2 separate regions of the Gossypium arboreum genome follow, and region 1 is linked to region 2. A link is a contact called in public Hi-C data. All regions are on one chromosome and are shown on one strand. Each heading gives the region's core, a stretch centred on a gene start, on an enhancer-like site or on the middle of the called end of the contact. The rest is flanking DNA. Distances are from core to core; before and after follow the strand shown. Region 1 holds the start of LOC108460852 (protein SIEL). Region 2 holds the start of LOC108460993 (40S ribosomal protein S4-like).

Region 1 (6,964 bases), core at 2,649-5,148, 260 kb after region 2:
AACAACCTATTTATAGGTCTCTTCATTTGGTCAATCAATAGTGTTTTAATAGGCTTTAAACCCTAATTTAAAAGCTAAAATTATCATGATTATTTATCACACAAAAGTTTTTATAAATTAGTCTTTCAACAGCTCTAAAATTTTCTTGAATAAATCTAATATTTATCTCTAAAAAATAACATTTTAATAATAAGACTTTCATGCTTATCCAATCACTTCAAGCAATTTGGTTGGGAGTCTTAGTACCTTAGTTGACCCATGATTTTAGTTTTGTCAAATATGTTACATTCAAATGGATCGAACTCGGCACTAATAAAACCTATTTAATGCCCAAATCGATGCCCCAAGTAGATAAACAATTTTGTTATCACAAAACATAGAATGAGCAACAACAACATTCCTAACACCTACGATTAATAGTCTTGTAGCAAGTTTAAAATAGATGCCATGATCAATAGTTGCCTGTTAAATATGTATAAATCAAACAAATGATACTTTTAATTGACATTATATAAATATTACATCGAGTCGATATCTGTAATACCCCTTACCCGTATCCAATGCTAGAACAGAGTACGAGGTATTACCAGACTTAACAATACACATAGACGAAAACCGGGCCATAAAATTTCATTTAATTCAAAACTTTTTGAACACATGCATAACAAACAAAGCTAACTATATCATCACATCAAAACAGAGGACATGGCATGATTAATTAAACTTATAAACCATAATGGATAAGGACTACATCTCATGATCATATACGATAACTCAATGCAGACTGATACGTATGGTCAAAATCATAATAAAAATACATATCACAAACCAACTTCCTATACATGACACTCACTTGATATTTCTAATATTTGAATTAATTCTCCCAAAATGATAGTTTGATAGTGTGATTTTGCCTCCGACGATCTCTAACCCCGAGCCGACCTGCCAATACTAAAGAAATGGAGAGGATGGGTAAGCTTTACGCTTAGTAAGTTCATATGAAAATAATAAGCAATTATATGAAAATAATAAGCAATTACTACCACGCTTTTCAAGATAAAACACTATAATTGTACAATTATACATGTTCAGGTTAAGCTGTGTTATCGAGTTACAGTTACTAAATCATTCATATCTGAAGCTAAAAAACTCCAAATTTAGTTTAGTTAATTTTCCTTGAAACTAGATTCATATATCTTTCTCCCATAAAATTTACAGGATTTTTGGTTTAGCCAATTAGTACAGTTTATTCATTAAAGTTTCCCCTATTTCAGGGTACGACTACTCTGACCCCTGTGCACTACAAACCAAATTTCTCCCTATACAGAATTTCAACGACCATTCCGTTTGTTTCCCTTAAAAATAGACTCAATAAAGAATCCATTCATGTAAGGTATGACTCTTAATAATTTTTGTAAAATTTATGGTGAATTTCTAAAGTCAGAACAGGGGATCTCAAATTTATTCTGACACTGTCTCACAAAAATTATAATATCACATAATATGTAACTCTTTTGCTCCCCCTGTTTCTTTTATATGAAAATAGACTCATTAATCTTTAATTCCATAATTTTTTTGAAATTTAATTCAACTTACACAATTTTTGGTAAATTTTCAAAGTTATGCACTACTGCTGTTCAACACTGTGTTACTACTAAAGTTCACTTTTACACAATTCACTTAATCCATTCCATTTTACAGAGGTTCGCTCAAATATCGAGCATATTGCTCATAAATTCAAATAAACATATACTTGCACTTGTTCATCACATAATCACTTTCACATGTATTTTCATTTAATCAATTTCCTGTTGAACTCATCGGAATAATAACAGATACACAATTGCCTGCACATTTTCCCATTTCCACACTTGTAGCCGAAGCTATCTGGTACGCATAGTAGCTTGCAATTAGTACTACACATGCGACCAATAATCTGGTACACGTAGTAGCCTGCATTTAGTACTACACAAGTGATCACAGTTTTCGGGTACGCATAGTAGCCTGCACTTAGTACTACACATGCGACCAATTATTCGGTGCGCGTAGTAGCCTGCACTTAGTACTACACACGTGACCTCACAATAGTTCATTTGTATCCTTTCTATTCCGAAGGTTCAACCGGGAAATTCCTCACTTTTCAACATTTTACTAAATTGTCCGTAATCAATTTAAATTCATAACTTACATCAAATAACCATTTGATAAGCAACCACATTTCATATGATATCAAAATATAATAACATAAAAAGAATCGATAGATTATTTATGTACGAACTTACTCGAAGTGTCGATCTCACTATCCATAGTACCAATTGTTCATTCATAGTATAATAAGACACAACTCAAATACCAAATCAGCTTTTAAGAATTTACATAACATATATCACATATTTCATATATCACTTGTCATGTATCATCATTTTCTTGCATTTCATGTAACATTCTTTCATGTCATATTTCCACATCATAAACACCATTCCATCAACTTTTTCAATATATTAAATCATTCAATATATGCAATAATAGTAAGAAATATAATTCAAACATAACATTGCATTATTATTATCATACGAACTTACGTCGATCCAGAAACGACAATTTACCATTTTAGTCCATAACCTTGTATTTTTCCGATTTAAGCCCGAATATTGATTTCCTTCATAATCGAGCTTGGAAGCTTGGAAACCTTAGCCATGGAGTCTCCCTTGGTATACACGTCCATGGTGAAGAAGATGAACAAAATTGGCTTTTAATTTTGTATTTTAATTCATTTTACCCCTAAATGACCAAAATGCCATTTTTACTAAACTTTCCAAAAATTCTATCGATGTCCAATTTTTGTCCATAAACTTAGAAATTGGTCAAATTGCTATATAAGATCTCCTAATTAATATTTCAAAGCAATTTCATACTAGAAACTTCTAGAATGCAAGTTTTGCAACATATTCAATTTAGTCCCTAACTTCAAATTAAGCACTTTATGCATAGAATTTCTTCACGAAATTTTCACACAATCATGCAATCATATCATAGACCTCAAAATAATTATAAAATAATTATTTCTATCTCGGATTTGTGGTCACAAAACTACTATTCCGATTAGGCCCTAATTCGGGATATTACAATGTCCGTTTGTTTAAATATAAAGATACGTGCACAAAATTACTAAAAAGGTGAATTAATTTATTTGTAACTGTTGTACATTATGAAGAACCCATAGCTAATTTTTTTTGAGAAAACCTGAATCTAAGCAAGATTTGCTAGTAAAATCAGATTAAAATTGAAAACCATGAAACAAAATTGTACATGAAAAATCAATATACAAATGTATACCAAATTTCTTCTTGTGTTTTACAGTCATACCATTCAGATTGAAAAAAAAAAAAAAAAAACATAACTTGGGTTTGGCTGAAACAGTGAAACACCTCCAATTAATGCTCGGTATTAATCCCTTCAATTACAAAATTGTCAAATTTTGTCTTCCCTGATGCGCCTCCTCATTAATTCAATCCTGTGAAATAATTAGATTAATAGATAAATGTGATCTCAAAAAAAAAAAAAAAAAAAGAAGGTCAAAAGCTCTCAAAAGTGAATTGTACGCCCTTTTGCAACAATAAGAATGAACAAATTAGACACACAATCGAGGTCAACATATCATAGAGAAAAGAGATAACAATCAAAATCCTTTTTCGAGCATATCATGTTGTTGAATCAAATTGCGTTTTCCAATTCAAATCCCTTTAAATTTGTGGTTTTAAATGAATTATTTAAAATTAAGATTAAATTGATAAAAATATGTAATTGTTAAGTATTAAATATGTAATTATTGTAATTAAAAAAACACGTAATTAGGAGAGAGTGACCGAAACAAAAATTGTTTGTGAGTAATTATATAGCTTACGGAAGTAAATTTGCAGAAAATACATAAATAGGCAAATTTGACTACGAAGGAAAAAAAACATATGGCGGGATTCATAGAAGTGCAATAAGCCATACAGCAAAGCAAAACGAAATGATGCGCTAAACAGGAACTTCTTGCTGTAGGCCACTTGAAGTTTCCCATATTCAAAAACCAAAATCTATGGGCATGGTTGCAGAGCTTGAGCGCAGGCAGTCGGCAATGGAGCTGCACGTTATAAATTCAATCCAACAATCCCTCGACAATAACCAACCCCTCTCTTTCCAAGCTCTAGCTTCCCTCAGATCCCTCATTATCAACCCTGCCGCCCCCGATTCCACACTCTCCTCAGTTCTCGACGCCCTAACTCGCTCTCTCCAACTCAATCGCGACCCCGTCTTCCTACATCACGCTGTTAAGCTCCTCAGCGACCTCGCCTCTCACCGCCCCCACCTATCCCCTTTCGCACTCGACTTGCTCCGTTCCGACTCACTCTTCTCCTCCGCTTCGCCTCGTCTTGTTGGTGAGTCACTCTCTGTACTTCTTTCTCTCGCTTCCATCGGAAACGACATGGACGCCGCTCGTTTCGTCTCTCTCTGCCTTGGCCCTTCGGTTTCTGTGCGACAATGCTTATTGAGAAATGCTGAGAAGCTTGTCTTTAGGGAATCGGTGTTGTTAGCCGTTTTTTTAGGGTTTACAAGGGATCCGTATCCTTATGTGAGGAAAGAAGCTTTGGATGGATTGGTGAAACTGTGTAAGAATGGTGATTTTGATGATCGTGATGTTATCGAGGGATGCTACTGCCGTGCTGTTGAGCTGCTCCGTGACGCAGAGAACTATGTTAGATCTGCAGCAGTTCGCGCCGTAAAATACTCTGTCTTTGAAGTTTCTTTCTTAGATTAGTTTCCAGTGCAACCGTTAGTTACTTTTGAATTTGCTCTGATTACCTCTTCTCTATCGCTTTCTGAATTTAGGTATGTGAATGGGGTAGATTGCTTGTTATATGCAGTGAAGACATGAACAAGCAAGACTCATCAGATGCAGTGTTTATCCAGGTATTTTTGTTAAAAAAAAAAATACATGCTGTGCGTATTTCTGCATACCTTTTTATTTTAAAGAAACATTAAAATTTGGAATTAATGTGGGTTGTACGATCATGTTGCATCGTGCATTTGTTAGCGTTTTAATTGAATTCATGTCAACCTTATATGCCACTTTAAGCATTTTTTCTTGTTATTTGTTCTTTTGTTACCATATGCTTGCAGCTTGGCTGTATGGTAAGAGATATGAGTTTAGATGTAAGGCTTGAAGCCTTTGAAGCTCTAGGGAAGATAGGACTTGTATCTGAAGATATCTTACTACAAACCTTGTCTAAGAAAGTCCTAGGAATCAACAAAGATAAAGCTTACAAACCAATAGAAGGGCTTGACATTTCAGTTTCTGCTGTTGCTGGAGCTTATATACATGGACTTGAGGATGAGTTCTCTGAGGTAAAGTTTTGCTGATTCTGTAGTTAGCTTCTGTTTATTATTTACACATTGCTTCGTCTCATAGAGACTGGACTTTTAACTTTGGCCTTTCTGGATCAACTTAATCCTGTATTCCAATCCATATCAAGCACTTTGCTCACACTTTGAGGTTTCAAGGTTTTGGCTTGGCATTGTTCTTCCGGTTTTATGTACCACGGTTATATTGAATGAGATAGGTTTCTTAGGATATATTATTAAACTTGCTAGGACTCTAAGCTTGGTAGGGTAGACACTTAATACACATAACAGGACTTATTGTGGTCATTGATAGAACACACTTTGACTTTTTCTGAAGTTTAGTCATTTCTTGCAGTTCAAAGGCAATACCCCCTTGCATTACTTTTATTTACGATGCATTGATGCTGTCTTTGCTTAATCTGAAGGTACGGATGTCTGCCTGTTACTCTTTGCGTACGCTCACTGTCTTCTCTTTGCGATTTGCTTGTGAAGCCTTAAACCTGATGATGGACATGCTGAATGATGATTCAACGGTTATCAGACTGCAAGCTCTTGATGCAATACATCACATGGCAACCAGCGATCATCTAAAAGTTGAAAAAATACACATTCACAGGGTAATGCTTCTTCTTTTCTTTTTTCCCTCAAAGAGTTGTATAAGTATAGAATGTCTGAACATTTACGTAGTTTTAAATGATGATTGGTGAGCATGTGTCATAGGACAAGGTGCAGACAGACATTGGAATATTTTCGTTTGATGTCTCCACCGTAATCTATCAAACCTCACCTCTTATTAGGGGCTGTGGGATGGGGTGGCAAATTTAACTTCTGGTCCTTTAAAATCAATAAATTTTTTAGTATATGGTAAAATTGCACTTTGTCCCCCCCCCCCTCCAAAATGATAAATTTTGGTTTAGTCCTTTAAAAAATTATGAAGATATAAGCCATTTTAAAATGATGAAATTGCATTTTTAGCTCTCATAAAAATATACAACTTAATTCCAGCCCCCTCAAAAAATTTTTTGGCTTCACCCCTGCCTTCTATAATGGTCCAGTCAAGATGTTAACTCAGTGAGCTAATCAGTTTTGTCATTTGGAATTAGTACTACAAACATTTTTTCTTCCTTTCTCTGAATTGTTTCTCTCTGTCTCTCTTATGGTAAACCCATGACTTCGGAAAAGTTGTCTATGGTTGCAACTCAGTTGTTAAATTGTGGTACTTAACTATAGAATTCTTTCTCTGCACGAACCCGGTATCTCTTGTTTAAAAGATAGACATTATCACTTAACCATCATTCTTGCTTGATTTGACAGTTTCTGAGCGTACTTGTTGACAGCAGTTCTGTCATAAGATCCATGACAAGGAAAATACTCAAATTAGCCAAGTTGCCACAATTCGAGTTGTTTAAATTGTGTATTGATGGCCTTCTTGGAAATTTGGAGATATATCCACAGGTTGTTCCCTTTTATCAGTTTGCATTCCAGGTGGCTTTCCAGGCTGCATCTTTCATATTTTCAAATTGTGTGTTACTTGAGACCCAGCAGCTATAACCATCTCAATCTGTTATTGCTTCTT
Region 2 (7,268 bases), core at 2,682-5,181:
GACGTGATTTGGCCGTTTTAAAAGCTAATGATGGCATATGGCCTGGTGTTAGAATACCTAGCCATGCCCTATTTCTTTGGGCTGGTGGCTCTGAAATGACAACTCTATTGGAAGCTGATTATATGCCAAATAAATACATCTCAAAAGATCTTCGGTATTACGTCTCTTTTTTCTAGCCTACCTTATCTGGTTTTGAAGATATTTGTACATCATATTGCTGAAATTACTTCTTTTTTATTATTATTATTTATTTATTTATGGTTATTATCTTATATATCGAGAAAAATGTTAATAATTTAGTTGCTTCTGTGAGGCAGGCAAAAGTTGGCTAAAGTTATCCCTGGGTTAAGGCCATGGGAAGTTTTAAGTGTTGAGCAAGCAATGGATGAGATTACCTATGGTGGAGAGTGGTATCGTGAGCCTCTTGGTACCTACACAACTGGTCCTCCGTACATTAGACATTGGAATAAGGATGTCAAGGTAGGGTGTAATCTCTTCCGAGTACGATGTTGGTCAAGTTGCAAGTTTGATAACTAAAGTATCTAGCCTGCTTTCAATGTATACTAGTTCTTTTTATTGGGACGATCATCCTAGGAATTGTTAAAGATGCTTTTGTTAAAATAACATGTTATGGTAATTGTTAAAGTATCTATTCTTCTGTTATAACCTTTGTTCTTTGTATACTTGCAGAGAATATTCCGAATCTTTTACAACCTTAGCAGCCAAGTTTTTAACAAACTAGACAGGACAGTTCCTGGTTTCAATGCAATAATGGAGAAAGTACAGGCTGATTCTGCTGCGAGGGATGCTAGACGGAAGGAGAAAAGGGAAGCACAAAAGAAGGCTGAGGCGGAAGCTATGTATGGTCGAAGAGAGAATGATCCATAGCGTAACTACCATATAAGGAAGTTAACTCTGATTGGTAAGGTCTGACTTGACTTCCTGTAGGTTTTATATTGATAACCAATCAACCCCATTGAATTTGATCTCATATATCACCGAAAGGAGATGGTTTCTGATTCTTTTGAGAACGTAGGCATAGTTTTCGTTTTAAATGATATATGGTGATCAATGTTGAACTCTTGTAGGGGATACACTTGCTTTTTTGACAATGTATTGATTCCAATGCTGATCAATGAAGATCCGACTTTTTGGAATATAGAAGCGCCTGCCTATGTATTGTTTAGAGGATTATTTCGAATTTGAGTTGTTTTACCCTTTCATTTTAGGGTTTGACTTGGCTCGGGACTATCGGACATTGGGGTCTCAGACCAAAGGAAAATATATATTAGAATGAGTAGGTAATGATAAAAAGAAAGCAAATTTCCCCACTTGCTTTTATATAATATTTGTTTGGTTAAAATATTAATTAGTCCACGTACTCTTTGTAAATTCAAAATTTAATTATTATATTTTTATTTGTAGAAATTTAGTACTTTTACTTTTGAGATTTTAAATCCAAGTTTAATTGTTAATGCCATCAAATTTTTATTTTAATAAATTTAACAATATTAATAATAGGATTAGAATTTTGATATTTGAAAAGTAAAAGTAGACTAATAAGTTATTTTAATTGTTTAAGGGAAACGATAACGTTTTCAAGAGTATTTGCATTTCTGACAAAGGCGGTATTCGATGCCACCGACCATGTATGTATGGAAATCATAAAAATGCTTTGAGAAGGGCTCCAGCAAGCTGACACATGTCCACCTATTGTTGGGCCTTTTCTACTATTTACCCAATTAATAATCAAGATATTGCCCTCTCTATCAATATTTTATTATTTCCCCTTTTTCCCCCTTTCACCGCCTCTCAGTATAAATAACACCTATATCTGTCCCACCAAATCCCTTAATCAAAATCGTAGAAAAGATGGATGATGTTGTGCCTGAAGCTGATAGCTTGTTGCATCCCATTAATCCCAAGGGAGATGATGAAGCAGGAGCTAAACAACATGGGGAAGAGAAAGAGAGAGCTAATGGAAGTGGATTCATTAATCATCTCATCTCAAATTTGGTTACTGCAGGATCAGATGCTGATGAAGAGAACCAAGCTAAAGAAGCTGAGAAAGAGACCATGAGTGCAGGTGCAGAGGCCAAAAATGAAGAGAAGGGAGGTGGGTTTTTTGATCAAATCATTTCAAACTTGGTCAGTCCTTTAAGTCCCAAAGCTGGAAGCATCAGTGCTCAAGGAAAAGCTGAAGCTTTTGGTGAATCTGGTTTGAGACCAGAGGCAGAAAAGGGTGGTGGAGGAGGAGGAGGGGGTATGAACAAAGAGGAGCAAACAGAGGATGGAGGAGGTATCATTGATAACATTGTCTCGCAGTTGCCAACATCTCTTCCAGGTTACACTCTTTTACCATCATAAATCACTTTTAATATTTTTTCATTTCTGGGGTGTTGCTTTGGCTTCAAGTTTTTGGATATTGATTGTGAGTGTCTATAATTATGAATAAGCAGATGATGCAGCACCCACCAGTGATGAAGCTACTATTCTGATTCACATCGTTCAAGATTAAACAACTGTTGATGATTGAGGAATGATTTGTCTTCTTGTGTTAAAATACATATTTATTTAAGTATTTTGTTTATTGTTTAATGTTTAATGTCAAAATCCTTTGAGACAATTTATTACAAGTGTTGGAGATTGATTGAGCCATGTGGATTTTAAATTTGACAAAAATTTATAACAATCTTAATAAATAAACCTAAATTTTAAATTCAAAAATTAAAAGACTAAATTTTAAAAATAAAAATATGAAGATCAAATTTTAAATATATAAATAATACAAAAATTTTGAGCATATTATAATTTTAATTTTTAATCTTATAATTTAATCAGAAAATAAATAATTTACCAAATAATAAACAATATTTAACAAAAATATTTATGTGGATAAAACATCAATGAGTGTCTAAATATGCAAGTTTTGACATTTTATTTATTTAGTTTTCTCTTGTAAAAACTCGAAACCATTCAATTTCATTTCATATTCATTGAAGAATATTTCTTATTCGAATTTACTGTACATTTTGGTACTTAAAGATAATAAAGTTAATTTTTAGTGTTTAATTTAAATTTTAAAATTGATCAAATGAAAATTCATAATTAGCTAATAATATTAGCGATTAATTTTATAACATCCATTCATAAAACTTAAATTATATCACATCCGTTCATAAAACTTAAATTACATCACATCCATTGGATTGTGTTTGACAAATTAAATGTAAATTTAAACAAATTCACAATTAACACTAAATTTATTCTATTTACAAAATTATGAAAATTTCAAACCAAATTATATTAGAAATTAACTTTCATCAAATCAACCCTAAAATCCAAATTGAACCCTAAAAATTAAGCGTATCAAAATATATAACTTTTATCAAATACATGTACCAAATTTAGCCAAAAATAACATAAGTACCACGTTAAAAATGTCAAAATTGAGTACCAAATGATGAAAATACAAGTACAAAACCATAAGTTAAACCTATATTGTATATGGTTAAAATATGCCAGTCTTTATACTTTTATAAATTTAAAATTTAATCTTTGTATTTTTATTTTTAAGAATTTAACCTTTTACTTTTTAGATTTGAATTCAAGTCTAACTATTATCATAATTAAAATTATTTTATTAAATTCAGTTCAAGGCACACCATTTTTTAGTTACATTATTAACAAGTGAATATTTTTTTATTTCAAAATATCACATCAATAAATTTAACAATATTAACAATTAGACCCGAACTTTAAAATCTGAAAAGTGGAGAGATTAAGTTCTAAATGTTAAAAGTACAGGGACCTATAGCATATTTTAACCATTGTATATTCCCAAAAGAACTTGAGCAACTTCAATAAAAAAAGGGGGGATAATGAACCCAAAATTTTATCTTTTTGTGGGCTACTGGCCCATAAACATAGTTTCGGTCATGGCAGACGCCCAATTCATATTTGGATCGAAAACTCTATAATGCCCTCATCTATTAAGATATGCAGCTATTAGGGTTTCTTGTTTGAAGACCCTAGCAAGACACAGACTTTGAGCAAAGCAGCCTCATTTCTCCAAGATGGTTAGTTTCTTCTACTTTTCCTAACTTCGATCCTCTTACCTTTTCTTAACTATTTCATTCTTTGATAGTTATGTAAGTTTCATGGTTTGCTGCTTAGGCTATTCCATTTTAGTTTGTTTAATCACTGTTATTTAAAGTTTTGGGCTAGCTTTCTAAGCAAATGAAAATTGGCCTAATCTTAATTGATTTTGAATGTTTATTATATCTGGGTTTTCTGTGATTCGCACTGTTCATTGTAGCCGGGATCTATCTAATTCCTTGCCTATTTAGTATAAATGTTGTTTTGATTGATTGGGAATGGGGGACTTGAATGGAACCTTAGATTCTTTACCTGCTCTTCATTCATTGTTCTGTTATTTGTAATGGGTAGACAAATTGACACCTTATGCATTTCAGTTTCATTTACGATATGTTGTTCTTTGCGGTGTGTTACAGGCTAGAGGGTTGAAGAAACATTTGAAGAGGCTCAATGCCCCCAGGCATTGGATGCTTGACAAGCTTGGTGGTGCTTTTGTATGTCATCATCTTGATCCCTTCACTTCCATACTAGTTTACTTCTTTTTCTTTATTGATTCAGTTCTCTCTCTCTCTCTTTTTTTTTTTTTTTTGTACCCATCACCTATACCGTTTTAGATGATGTTTTCGTTTTCCATCTCTGCAGGCACCCAAGCCATCGTCTGGTCCCCACAAGTCCAGGGAATGCTTGCCATTGATCCTTATTTTGCGAAACCGTTTGAAGTATGCTCTCACCTATAGAGAAGTCATTGCTATTCTCATGCAGAGGCATGTTATGGTTGATGGGAAGGTTAGGACGGATAAGACCTATCCAGCTGGTTTCATGGGTACGTGTAGTATCTCTTCACTTCTTCAGCTGATTTTGTCAGCTGATTTATTTTATTTGCAGCATACAAACTAGTTAGTTGAATGAATTGTATTTGGCATGGTTACTCGGTTTTCCACATGACTTCAGAATCCTCCCTTCTGCCTACTGTTTTAAGAGCTACTTTTTTTTTTAGGATTTGAATGTTTTCTCTCTGCCTTTCTTAAATTATTCTCTTCAAATATGGTCTAACCATGCTATACTACCTTCTGGCAGATGTTGTGTCCATTCCTAAAACAAATGAGGACTTCCGTCTACTTTATGACACCAAAGGGCGATTTCGTCTCCATGCCATCAGTGGCGATGAAACCAAGGTTCGGATACTCTATCTATACTTGTTTGATCTGCTTGTTCTGATCACATTTGTATGATACTACTTGAGTATTCCAACTTTTTTCATTCTTTTAGTTATAACATTATTATCCATGTGCCTTTTCGTATTTTGCAGTTCAAGCTTTGCAAGGTTCGATCTGTCCAGTTTGGCCAGAAAGGTATTCCATACTTGAATACATACGATGGTCGTACTATCCGTTACCCTGATCCTTTGATCAAGGCTAATGACACCATCAAGCTAGACCTTGAAAGCAACAAAATTGTTGATTTCATCAAGTTTGATGTTGGGAATGTTGTCATGGTCACTGGAGGGAGAAACAGAGGGCGAGTTGGAGTAATTAAGAACAGGGAGAAGCATAAGGGCAGCTTTGAGACAATCCATGTTCAAGATGCTGCTGGGCATGAGTTTGCAACTCGTCTCGGCAATGTCTTCACCATCGGAAAAGGAACAAAGCCATGGGTGTCCCTTCCTAAGGGTAAGGGTATCAAGTTATCCATCATTGAGGAAGCTAGGAAGAGGCTTGCTGCCCAAAATGCTGCCTAAACTTTAGCATAAGACATCCAGATATGTATTGCTGCAGTAGTTTATTCTAAAGATTAGCTGGAGTTGTTTATTTATGAAGTTGTGAGCAAAATTTTGAGAACTATTTACTTCTTGCAATTTATCTTTTTTTCTGTCGGGTGATGTTACCTACTTTACCACCAGGCTTTAAATTATCGAATACTCGGCTGTTTCATGAATATTAGTGCTTTTGTTGGTTAAATGAGAGTTGCCTCCTTTGGGATGAACTCCTTCCCAGCTAATGCAATATTTGTTTCCATGCTCATCATTTTCATTGTAAAGTAATGCAAATGCAACGCAGGTGAAATTTTATCAAAAGCAAGCTTGTGACATTATAGTTTATTGAGCCTCTTGCAGGTTTTTGCCAATCTGACAATAGGTCAAATTTACGTTTTCTCAATCGGGCTTTATTTATAAATATTTTTTTATCCAGTTCAGTAAATTAATTCCGTCTACCGATTTAGCCATTGGTCAAAATTGATTGTCCATGAGTGTAGCGCACTTGGACGGGTGAGGGTCTGATGCCATGAAACCCTAAGTAGTTCTTCTCTCATGGATTTAGTTTGTGGCAAGTGATCATTAACCCCAATTATAACATTGATAGCACCGATAACAGGTTTTCCTGTAATTTTCTCTTCTGATGAGCGTCCTAATAGCATCCTTCAAGCTAATACACTTCTCTTGAATGTCTTGTGTTGTCATGGAATTCACGAAGTTTTCTTGAGTTTCTTTGGCTTGTCTCCTTTCATTGGCGGGGTCTTTCTACCAAACCTTCATTATGGCATGCATGATAGCTGTGCGAGTGGTATTGAGTGGAACTTAGAGTAAGGAGAATTCCAGTAAGGAGAATTCCACTCCCTTTTCTTACTCTGTGGCTATTGATATCTAATGCTTTTGCTATCATTCACTAGATTTGTCTGGCCTTTTATCTGCACGATACATCTTATCCTTTTGGGTTCTCTACCTACCTAGCAACTTCTACCTCTTTAGCCTTAGTTTACAGCATTGCCTTTTAATATAGTTGATAAAGCCTGGTTAGCTGGGCATCTGCAAAAGCATAATGCATGAGTTTGTGTTGCACTCCTAATATGAATGCTTGAATAACCCGCTCGTCTTTTAGCTCCTTTACCTCTAATGTAGTTGTATAGAACCTTTTGATGTATTCCTTCAACGTTTCCTCCTGATTTTGTTTGACATACCTCAAACTTGCTGATGTGCGAGAGGCTATTTAATTACAACCAGAATGAGTCACAAAGTTCCTACTCAACTGGTCAAAGTTGATAATGGGAACCTAGGGCCAATTAGTACCACCATCTCCTGACAGCCCCCTTCAATGTTGTAGGGAAAATTCAACACTAGATAGAATCTGACACATTCCTCAGGTTATGGAAGGCACAGAAATGGTTCGAGTGGT

What was found. Hi-C and Micro-C count contacts between places; a contact is called where the count stands out from the background.
Region 1: a contact with region 2 is called in a Hi-C map of leaf, with 4 times the contacts expected there. The contact joins the promoter of LOC108460852 here to the promoter of LOC108460993 in region 2. A contact is called at or near these places in 2 of 5 Hi-C or Micro-C datasets (both in leaf).

What each region holds. Positions count from the first base shown.
Region 1 is chr4:111,467,699-111,474,662 of ASM2569848v2, forward strand. LOC108460852 (protein SIEL) reads left to right here and starts at 3,899. Exons shown (of 8, transcript XM_017760533.2): 1 at 3,899-4,765; 2 at 4,876-4,956; 3 at 5,167-5,391; 4 at 5,814-6,005; 5 at 6,703-6,843. The coding sequence starts at 4,085.
Region 2 is chr4:111,205,123-111,212,390 of ASM2569848v2, forward strand. LOC108460993 (40S ribosomal protein S4-like) reads left to right here and starts at 3,932. Exons shown (of 5, transcript XM_017760737.2): 1 at 3,932-4,079; 2 at 4,515-4,592; 3 at 4,741-4,921; 4 at 5,176-5,273; 5 at 5,408-6,056. The coding sequence starts at 4,077. The coding sequence ends at 5,836. LOC108460551 (protein TIC 56, chloroplastic-like) reads left to right here. Exons shown (of 6, transcript XM_017760079.2): 3 at 1-154; 4 at 318-480; 5 at 691-922; 6 at 1,089-1,164. The coding sequence ends at 888. It overlaps LOC108460552, which reads left to right and starts at 1,306. Exons shown (of 2, transcript XM_017760080.2): 1 at 1,306-2,344; 2 at 2,460-2,654. The coding sequence starts at 1,873. The coding sequence ends at 2,518.